2 separate regions of the Xenopus laevis genome follow, and region 2 is linked to region 1. Evidence: chromatin contacts called from public Hi-C data. All regions are on one chromosome and are shown on one strand. Each heading gives the region's core, a stretch centred on a gene start, on an enhancer-like site or on the middle of the called end of the contact. The rest is flanking DNA. Distances are from core to core; before and after follow the strand shown.

Region 1 (5,695 bases), core at 1,799-4,298:
TTTAGAATTCGGTTTCAATAAGAAAAACATAAGAAAAACCCTTCGGTAATAAAATTAGTCGCAATTCTCTGAATGTTAAAGGCATTAGTGACTTGGCGACGGTGCAGAACCTCAGTAGCAGAGAAGGTGTTTGGAGCTGAGTGGACCAGGCAGTTCTGTTCCTGATTGGACACAGTGTATGTGATATCACAGGTCTGGGGGGTCCCTGGGAGTCCGTCTAAATCCCACCCAATGATCCGCGGGGGCGTTAGCTAGAGCTCAGATTAACAGAGTTTACGATTTCATTTTCTCTTAACTGATGTAACTCAGAAACTCAGACGTTAACAAACCTAAAGCCACACCGTTAGTCCTGCACCCTACTTTTTTGTTCTGGCACCCTTGGGTGCTAGTCTGTACTGGGGCTCCTCTTCTCTTGCCAAGACTTTTCTCTTTGCTCCAGTTCTCCTTGGGTGAATGACGCTGGTCCCCAGTTTGTCACAAGCCCCGGATTCTTTGAACCTAAATTGCACATAGAGGAAATCAGATTTAAAAGGTGGCGCTATTCTATTGTTTCCTATAGGGGAAAAAAGGCAAAATGTGGTACTGCAAATATCAAACTCGTAAAGGTTTCAAGAAACCTCAAAATCTTCCAAGCTCAATTTCTCACCCCCAAACACACCCATTTCACCAACCTGGTTGTATTAGTCGCATTAACCCTTCATGTTGCAGTACTTTGTCTTTCCAAGATCTGGTCTTGCTGGTGGCCTCCTCTAGATTCTTTGACACTTGCTGCAAGTAGGATAGTTGCACAATATTATCACCTGGCAGTCATATTGGCCAAAATGTGTTAATATATGGTGACCCATGAGGTTCAAGTCATGATGCATGGAGGAAGGGTTAGTAGAGGCAGTAGGGGACCCACAGGTACCAAGGTTCAATTTATGGACCACAATAGGGGCTTGTGGGGGACATGTGGAATTTGGGACGGTGGGGAACCTGGGTTTAGTCTTATGAACAAGTATGCTATAAACATGTATTCATTTAATTGGGGCCTCATTCTGCTTAGCTGGCTCTATGATTTCCAATAGCGGTACTGAGGCTCTCACCTGGTACTGCTCTAGCGCCAGAATCCGTTCCTTCTCCAGCTGCTCCAGTTGCTGCATGGCATCCTGCAGAGCCTTCTCCTTCACCTCGCGGATCTGCTCCAGCTCCTTCTTCTCCGCCTCCGTCATTTTAATGGCCGCCTCCTGCTCCTTATGGAGCTTCTCCAGCACTTCTCTCTTGGCTGCCTCTTCTTCCAGAAGCCTGCACCCCAAACTCATGTCAGTAACTTTCATTATATCTGTAATCTATTTATCTATCTGTCATCTATTGGTCATCTATCAATATGTCATCTACATATCATCTATCTGTCATCTATCTAGAAATCTGTTGTTTATATATCATCATTTATCTGTCATCTATCAATCTATTTATCTGCCATCTATCTGTCATCTAACAATCTCTTTGAGATCTATCTGTCATTAATATATCTATATGTTTGTCATTTATCAAGCTATTTATCTGTTTGTCTGCCTGCCTGTCTGTCTGTCTATCTATCTATTGCCACCCACCTGTCAGTGTATTATACAGCCTAAGGGCAACAATAACTAACATTGCACCAATCCCTGGGTCAGTCCCTCCCCCAGGGTTATAGAAACAGGAGACCTGGATTACCATGAGTTAAGTATTGTTTTGTTTTTAGCATTAGTGGGTTTGTTGTGAAACAAGTAAAATAAGATGGATTCAGTATTTGAAATAAGAAGCTAAAGCCCAGTCAATAATCAATAAAAGAGAGGGCTTGGGAACAAAACCCCCTCTACTCTTCTACAGTATAAAGTCAATTTCATGAAGTCCTGTTATTCCACACTAGGTGGCGCCATTACCCTACAATATACAAAGAACTGTAAGGACCTCTAATTGGGCAGCCAATATAAATATATATAAATATTGAGCAAAAAAACTCCAACACTTAAAGATAGTGTAACCGCCCGAGGGTAACTGATGCTCATAATTATGTAGAGCAGATGATTTCTCATGAAAAAAAGCTTTGGACACAATAGGGTCAGCGATAAGATTGGCAAATACACATGATGTCAAAAACATAAGCCATGATGACAAGTTCTGCTCTGATTTGAAATGACTGTAACGTGTATGTAGCAGGGAACTTGTGAATTAATTCTGAGCACTAATCATCTGTGATTCATTGTGGGTGATGAGGAGTGTACATGTGCATGAGTGAGCGTACATGAGTGTGTACAAATGTGCTTGAGTGTACACAAGTGTCTGAGAGTGTGCATTACTGTGTCTGAGTGTGTAAATGTGCTTGAGTGTGCATGAGTGAGTGTACATGAGTGTGTAAAAGTGTGCTTAAGTGTTTGTGAGTGTGTACAAGTGTGCTCATGAGTGTGCATGAGTGTGTAAGAGTGAGTGTGCAAGAGTGAGTGTGTAAGAGTGAGTGTGTAAGCGTGTGTGTGAATGTGTAAGAGTGAGTGTGCATGGGTGTGTAAGAGTGAGTGTGCATGAATGTGTACGCGTGTGTATGAATGTGTTTGAGTGAGTTTTATATGTTGTTGTTTGGAGTTAGTAAATCCATCACATATATTACAGATTAGACCTTTATCTTGGGTACAAAGTGTGCTGCTGCTATTTCTGTCTCCAACACAGTCACTGAAATACACAAGGTCCATAAATCTGGTGCTGTTCCTGGGTCCGGTCATTAGGAAGCAGCAGTTGGATGACCTCAGCCAAAAACCTGCCCCATTTGCTATGGACACTTTAGTGTAAGTCGCTATTAACTGAAAGTGTTTGATTTCACCAATCAGAAGAAAGGAGCAGAGAAACGCAGCCAATAGATGGACAGGAGAAGAAGTCCATACCGTGCCTGATGGAGCCTGGCGTTCTCCTCCTCTTGACGCGCCTGCTTCTCATCATCCAGCGCCTCCTGAAGCTTCCGGTACATTTCCTCCAACTCCCGGACACGAATTAGATTCTGTTGTAGTTCATTCGATTTCTGTGCAACCTGTGCTTCCATTTGCCGACGGATCTGTTCAGATTACAAAAAGACACCTTAGCTTTACCCGCCATTGCCCAGGCCAGTCCCTGCCAGGGGTGCTGAGATACAACATGGTCGGCAGCCTCTAGTAAAATGAATTAGCACCCCTGGGTGGCTTATGTATATTTCTGGGGCACAAGGGATCTATTTACCAAAAGTTCTCGTTCCATTTCTGTTTGGAACCGGTCCTGTAACTGCGTTTGCGTCTCCTGCCGTTTGCGCTCTTCTTCCATGGCACGAGCCGCAGCCTCCCTCAGTTCCTGGTAAAACAAAAAGAAAATTTTTGGATTTTTGGCTCAATAAAATGAAGAACACAATTTGGCTCATTTATGAACCCACGTGGCGTGTGCAAAGTGTAATTGTGAACACAAGTCACCGTCTAATATACCTGGAGTGCACTGAATTCTCCCACAACTCAAGCGAACTTGTGGCCACATGAGGGGCAGCTGTTTCTGGTGAAATTTTGCCCGATTCGTCCTACTTGTCAACTTGAAGATAATGGTAGCTGACCAGCACCGCAAGTTCTGTCCAACGTCTTCCATGATGTGGCCAAACTCTCGAAATAGTCATAACGAGAAGTCTATAGGGGCGCATAGGTTGACCAAGGGACATATAGCTGCCCTGGAGGGTTACCAGGCAGGCTGTGGGCCTCCAACTGGACAACCTGTAGTCTGGCACCCCACACAGTCTCTTAGAATTTTCATTAGTGTGCCAGAGTGTTGTCTGAGTTTCCAAATGATGTCAATAATATGAGATATAATGGTGCTTAAGGCATTTCATCTCGGTAACATTTCCAAAGAATAGTCTATGACAATCCCTCTGCTTGTGGCAGATATCATTAATTAAAGGTGAGTATAGGTATGTGAGCAATGAGCAGAGCCAGTGTCAAAGACTTTTCTCATAGACAAAGAACCCCATCCACTATTGCTTTGCTCTCACCTTCCTCGTGACTTCTAACTCCTGCTGCTTGGTCTCATTGGCCAGCTGTAGCTCCTTCATCTTCTTCTCCATTGCCTCTTGCTCTGCCAGCAATTTCTTCCGCAAAGCCCTTCGTTTCTGACGAGCCTCCTTGTGTGGTGGAGGGAGTTGGAACTTGCGCAGATTGACCACTGTCTGTATGGCTGCAGGAGATCAGGCAGGTAAGATAGGTCAGGCAAGGTAGATAGGTCCAAACAAGAAGACAGACAGGGTCTTTGGGAACCACCCTTCAACATTTCCATGTCCTTCTAATCCTCCAAATTAGCATTAGTGGATCACCCCCAACCTTTTTTACCCATGAGCCACATTGAAATGTAAAAAGAGTTGGGGAGCAACACAAGCATGAAAAAGGTTCCTGTTGGTGCCAAATAAGGGCTGTGATTGGCTATTTGGTAGCCCCTGTGTGGACTGATAGCCTACAGGAGGCTCTGTTGGGCAGTACACCTGTTTTTTATGCAACCAAAACTTGTCTCCAAGTCGGGAATTGAAAAATAAGCAGCTGCTCTGAGGCCACTGGGAGCAACATCCAAGGGGTTGGTGAACAACTTGTTGCTTGCGAGCTACTGGTTGGGGATCACTGTCCTAGAAGTTATAGATGTTCCTTGATTAATAACCAAACCTCTAAACTTATATTTTATTTGCAATAGGCTTGCAAATACTTCATAAGACCAAAGGTAGACAACTGAATGGATCTTTGCCCACTGTGGCTCTCCAAGTGGCTTCCCAATGGTTGAGGGTCTCTGCAGGCCCACCAGGAGAGGAATGTACCCAATCTTAAAAACCCTACAGCTTTATATGTGACCAACCATCAAAATATATTAGCTGGGATGGTCATCATTTAGGCACCACACATGGACCAATCAGCTACCAACTTATTGGTCTGTTATCCGGGTCATGATATACGTTATGTAGTAGAAATAAGTCTAAAGCAACTAGACTTTCTTGAAATTATTTCACCACTCATCCGAGGGCTTCTTCAGTTCTTAAGGGGCCATTTTCATGAAAACGGATAAAGTCCAAATGCTTTAGACTTTTTACTACTGGTGGGCAAGTTGGGCATCTTCTTCATCCAGACATGCCAACTGTGACCAACTCCCCACCCCCATACAGTCACTGTGGTTACTTCCTTCAGCCATATCATTAAAAATATGGGACAACTGTGCTAAGTATGACAGGAATTCTGACTGAGTAACGAACTCATGACCTAGTGTCCAAGAACCTTCTCTCAATACACTTGTATCCCTCATTCCAAGTATTTGTTTTTCCTCTATTTTACTCTGTCTGGAAATTATTATATTTGATTAGACAAAGATGACTCTGGCTCTGAATGGTGAACAAGTCAATGGAAGGGGAAAAGTTTAAAGTTGTAGGTTAACATCTGTAAAACCAGTCCTACTCATGTACCATGGGATGTATTGGACACCCAGTATGGGCTCTGCAACCATATATGTGTCAAACCTTAGAACTACCACCCTAGAACACCATGGATGGTAATTGTTAGAAGCTTTGAACTTCACCAGCTAAGCTGACTCAATACCTGGTTTCCAACTCACCTTGAATCCACTCTTGCTTTTTCTTTTTATCTGAAGCACTGATTTCGTAACTTTTCTCCAAACATTTCACAACAAAGAGGCACTTTCTCCC
Region 2 (5,695 bases), core at 1,275-3,774, 57 kb after region 1:
TTTTGATGCAAAATAACAGTGTATTTATTCCACTCAACGTTTCGATCCCCCACAGGGATCTTCGTCAGGAGATTACAAACAGCCAGAGCCTGTATATATATATGCACATATACAGGCCCACCATTAGAAATCACTGGGCCCCGTACAACCACATTTCGGGGCCCCCTGGGCCCCTCCAACCCTGGCACCCAAGCCCCGCCCAGACTCCGCCCACTTCACATCACAGTTAAAAGACCACACAGACATCAGCGCTAAAAAAGTAACCCCCCCACACACACAAGTTATAAAAAGCTATTGATGGTCAGGGCCCCCTTATAAGTTTTAAAAAAATAACACTGGCGCCAGGGCCCCCCATAAAAGTTTTTTTTTAAAAGCATTGGTGCCAGGGCCCACCTTATCAAGTTAAAAAAATTGGGGCCCCAAAAAATTTTTTTTAAATAAACATTGGTGGCAGGGGCCTATAGAATATTAAAATAATACATTGGTGGCCAGGGGATTAAAAAAAAAAAACACATATTGGTATTCAGTAGAATTGAACTCATGGCTTCAGGACTTCAACTTCGCCTCCTTTCGTCTTTTCGCCGCTTCAGGAGTTCGGCTGTTCGGCTTTTCGGCACTTCCACATATTTGGCTGTTCGGCTGGCCGCAGGCTTCAGCACTCACAAGGGGAGCCCGGCTCTTTCAAAACTGCAGCACTGCCGGACCTCCCTTCATGCCTGGGCCCGGCACACTTGTCCCCCTTGTCCCCCCCTGATGGCGGCCCTGTATATATATATATATCATACAGTGAATATCCCACAGTTGTTCTTATACCCTTGATCATATGGGGAGAATGGCCAATACCCTGATATTTTCCCTTATCTGAGCTCATTTCATGAGCAAATTGGGGTCCTTCAAGGGGGGTTCATATTTATCTGGGCATTTTTAAGACCTTATTTTAGAGTGAGCTCTATGGGGCTCAGGGTGCGTCTCTGTGCCAATCACAAAAGGGAACAGATAAAATAACTGGGAGAGGCAGAAAACAGTTAAGCACCCTCCTCCTTAATGATAGGGCTGCACTGGGGCAGCTGCATGGGAGTGGGTGAGTGCAATCAGCATATGTGGCATTATTCTGCTGAGGGTATATCATCTTATCGGGGTACAGTGGTGTAACTATAGAGAAAGCAGACCCCGCGGTCAGCGTTTGCAAAGGCGCGGGGGGGGCTCAGAGGTTTGGAAGTCAGGAGGGGGCCCCTGGGGACTCTATGAGGGCCCTTGGTGTCGTAGCCCCGGTGGGCCCCCAATGCTCTAGTCCGACCCTGCCCGGGGTCAGCTTGCTCTATAGTATTAAAATCCCCCCTCCCCGGCGCATCAAACCACTTCCACTTCTGATCCGATTGTTGGCCCAGGTCCCCGACGCTATGTGGCCCACCCATTGGATGTGGAGAAGCCCAAAGATCATTTTTAGAATTTACATTCCCAGCCCCCCCCCTGTTCCCCTCTGCTAATAAGTGGGAGGAAGGGGCCACTTCACAGCCTGGTGCTAGAGTTGGAAAATTAAAACAGGACGGTGGTACATTTCAGATGTTAGTTGGGAATTGCGGGATTTTCCCATCAGCAAAACTCCAGTGACAGCCCTGACAGGCACAAGTTTGGGGGGGAGACATAGACAATTAATTAATGAGGGGAAATCACACAAGGACGGGAGCAGTAGACCCTCCCCCAAGGGACCAAATCCATGAGAAAGTGTCAGCTGAGACAACTGTTTCCCAAGCACCAAGTGTCACCTACCTGGCACTTACATGGTTAAGTCAGTTATTCTGCTGAAAGTGTCAGCTGAGACACCTGTTTGCCAAGCACCAAGTGTCACCTGCCTGGCACTTACATGGTTAAGTCAGTTATTCTGCTGATAGTCACTCCTAAATTCTTGCAAAGGAAAGCTGCTTTTAGTGCAAACTACGTGCTAAATCCAAACATACGGTCAGCACACGAAACATTCCTTTTAAGGGTGGTCTATTGACCCCTGGGTGCAAATATTTACAGGCTGCGTAGCTTTGTGATTCCTCCCCCCATATCGTTTATCAAGGGGGAGAAATATTTACCCCCCCAGCTGTGTTTACAGAAGAGTGTTATTACTCGAACCTTCTACTAACTACCAGCAACCAATCAGCAGGCAGCATTTACTGCCCTGTGTCAGTATCATCAAACTGCCCCCTAGTAGGGCTCTTACAGGGAACAAAGTGGGATACATGATCAGCGCTCATCTGTAAGACCCTTAGGCTGCCCATTGACTGCTCAGGTTGATATACAAGTTAGTTCTCCATTGGAAGATCCAAGCTCAGATGCCAAAGCTTTGTAATCAACTCAACTCCACATTATAAGGCAGTTAGTGATATCACAATGAAGGGTCTTGACAGGGCAGCTGGAAACTCACCAAGCGATAGGGTTGGACAGTTTAATAGAACAGCCTGACCTCCAGTTCACGTGGCAGCCACCCTATCCCCAACCAGGAGGTGACAACAACAGCACAGGAATCAGAACCTCTGGGAGGTCATTCACATTGGCAGAGAAACATGGCACTAACTGATTAAAAACGACATGTTGCAACTGCTGTGTACCTCCGTGGTGTTTACTTGCTTCATATTGTGACCCACAGCCTCCTATGAGTCTGGACACACACAGACAGCTGATCTATCCCTCTGTGAGTGCAGCTGCAAAAGTTGTTCGGGGGGGGGGCAAGGAAGTGACCCGGCAGCTGAATTTGCAAGAGGGTGTCAAAGTGTCACCTGATCATGTGTCTGTCCATGGGTGGCCATTGCTCGTGCTGGAAGCATCTCCCCCGTGATTAGAAGAGCTCAGCCTGCTTTGGAAGCCAACGTTCACAGCAGGATAAGGGGCGCCAACTGATTTCTGGGGTTATTGATGCACCCAGGTGCGCCTGAGACTATAACTAGTCAGTTGTAAGAAAAAAATTAAATCCCTATATTGCAAATATACTTTTTTTTAAGAATCCCTGAACTTTGTAGTAAGCCTTTACTTCAGATTCCAGTCCTGTAGAGCTTACAATCTACTGAGATGGCCATTGGGGATACCTAGTATATTCCTTGACAAGTCTGTGTGTGAATTGTTTGGCCTCTCCTGTGAGTCTGAATAGAGATCAACACTGATGGCAGAAGATAGAGATCTTGGTCTGCTTTTATTGGTCTTCATTCCAGTAGGAACCAGGGCCATCATCTGGGGGGTACAGTTTGCACCATTTCTAGGGCCCTTCAAATTATTATTTTGTCTGATACACGGGAACCCTTAAATGTTAAACTTGTGCTGGTCCCCTGAGGATGAAGGGAACTTAACATTACCAAGAGGATCCAGCCACTGCCATATGACTGTTGAGTCTAGGACCTTGTCTAATTAGATCAAAAAATGTTGGTCTGTTTTGGAAAGGCCAATTGAGGAGGTTCCTTGGTTTGTGCCTCATGCAGCCCTCTGCTACATGGAGCTAGAATTAGAGGGGCATTTTAACTTAAAATGAATGTTCAAAGGCACCCATTGTGACATCAGGACATCAGACTAAAAATCTCCTTCTAGTCTAATCCTCCTCCACTACATAAATATAACTACAATATAATATTCTGTGCGGCATTCTATTGTGATATCTAAATCCATGCAGATCCCTCAGCATGACTGTGGCTCTGCACCGGGTGCAAACTTCGGCTTTGCTATCAAGGAACCATGAAGAGTCCGGGAAAAAACTGGAATTTCAGGTTAAACTAGTTTTTTACTTACCGGAGGGGGCCTGGGCTTCGTCACACCATTTTAATGTCTTTTGTTTACTCTACAAAGACTTCTCTTCCCAAACCCAAGCAAAGGTGACTTAGAAAGAGGCTTATGGGGATTCCCAAGCCCTGTGGCTACATCAGATCTATTATTACCGAGGAGTGGTTGCTAATGAGCAAAGGCTTCTGTGTAACAAGGTAGATGCCTACAGACAGTTCTCTCCCATGAGGCACGTGTAACCCAAAGGGTGAATTGAGTGATTTGGCCTCTTGCCCAGGGGAAGATTTAATTATACAGGACATAAAGGGGAAGTTGAGTTCTGTCTCCTACCACCTCCGCACCTCTGGGGTATCAGCAACCTGTAATACACAATGGGACTGACTTACCAACACTTGGTACACTTGGAACTATTATAGCAGAGTGACTGTTACCCAATGTTTCTATATATCTGTAACCTTGTTATGAGCTAAGGGGGTCCAGCCTGAAGGCCAGTTATGGGGAGATTTGGGTGGGAGGTTATTTGTGCCCTGGGTACCCCTGGAACTATAGCAGGGTGACTGTTACCCCAATGTTTCTATATATCTGTAACCTTGTTATGAGCTAAGGGGGCTCAGCCTAAAGCCAATTAGGGAGAGAATTGGGGTGAGTGCTTATTTTTGCCCTGGGTACCCCTGGAACTATAGCAGGGTGACTGTTACCCCAATGTTTAATAGAATTTATAGAAGTTATATAATAAAGGACAGCCTCTATTTCCATCGAATGCTGATCATCTGGCTGGTTGTGTATTAGTGATGGGCTGGCCTGATACCCTCAGGACCTTTGGGTCAGCAGGTTTAGGCCAACCTTTGCTTTTAGACCAAGCTTTGCTGCCCAGTGTCCCTAATACACGCAACCAGTGAGCCGGCACCTAAAGCAACTAAAGGGAGGAGAGGACAAGATTGTCTGTATAGAACAGGGACCCCCAACCTTTTGAACCCGTGAGCAACATTCAGAAGTAAAAAGAGTTGGGGAGCAACACTAACATGAAAAATGTTCTTGGGGTGCCAAATAAGTGCTGCGATTGGCCATTTTGAAGCCCCATGTGAATTGTCAACCTACATTGAGGTTCTGTTCGGCATTACACCTTTTATACAACTAAAACTTGAATCCAAGCCAGGAATTTAAAAAATAAGCAGCTGCTATGAGGCCACTGGGAGCAACATCCAAGGGGTTGGAGAGCAACATGTTACTCACGAGCTACTGGTTGGGGATCACTGGTCTAGAATCTGTTGCTAAAGAAGGGCAATAGGGCATTGGATCCTGGTGGGTTTCTATTATCAACACAACTTCATCCAGTTTAAAATGAAGCCTTTGCTGATTATTATTAATTATTATTAGTATTATTAGTATTATTATGTGGATAATGAGACTAGCATTGGCCCCAGGCATGTCACTGTTTGATGAAACATCTCATGATAAGACAATGAACATTTCCATGGTTGTCTGGACGTCTGACCATTAATACTCAGACAGAGAGGCCTCATTCCAGCAGGTGTGAATGTCCCATTGTGTGTAACAATCATCATTACAGACTCATACAAAGAGCCTCCTTTGCCCTTGATCAATTCTAGTAATACCCAGGCAGGTCCCTAATCATTGTTAGTGGATGTGTATTTCTCTCCTGCACCGGGGGCTAATTCTCATTAATCCCTCTGCATCTCAATGGATTGGGGGTACTTCCACCTTCTCACTGACATCCCCCACCTGTTCCTCTCCTTACAGGAGCCTATGATTAAGTGCCTCTTGTGGCACGAAACGCATAAGGCTATTTATGTATAATGTATGTGGATCCAATTAATGAAACATGTTTTTATTTCAACAAAGCTGCTTATGACGTGATAATCGGGTGGTTCAGAATTGTGCCAGTCTGTATCTGTGTTTTGTCCTGGTTTTGGCTCCCTGA

The links. A called contact is a pair of places that touch in the nucleus more often than the background predicts.
Region 2: a Hi-C map of the XTC cell line shows a contact between it and region 1, with 2.3 times the contacts expected there. The contact joins two enhancer-like sites. A contact is called at or near these places in 3 of 4 Hi-C or Micro-C datasets (the XL177 cell line, the XTC cell line and animal cap).

What each region holds. Positions count from the first base shown.
Region 1 is chr4S:18,852,688-18,858,382 of Xenopus_laevis_v10.1, forward strand. It overlaps swap70.S (switch-associated protein 70), which reads right to left. Exons shown (of 12, transcript XM_018260292.1): 6 at 5,605-5,695; 7 at 4,013-4,194; 8 at 3,226-3,333; 9 at 2,898-3,064; 10 at 1,086-1,284; 11 at 672-768; 12 at 1-498. The coding sequence ends at 386. Among protein-coding and RNA genes, the nearest start is that of swap70.S, 24 kb to the right of the region's middle. Within about 2 kb of position 3,049, at least 1 of the 7 cell types and tissues checked has an H3K27ac peak or open chromatin away from gene starts, as enhancers often do.
Region 2 is chr4S:18,909,832-18,915,526 of Xenopus_laevis_v10.1, forward strand. No RefSeq gene overlaps it. Among protein-coding and RNA genes, the nearest start is that of wee1.S, 15 kb to the left of the region's middle. Within about 2 kb of position 2,525, at least 4 of the 7 cell types and tissues checked have an H3K27ac peak or open chromatin away from gene starts, as enhancers often do.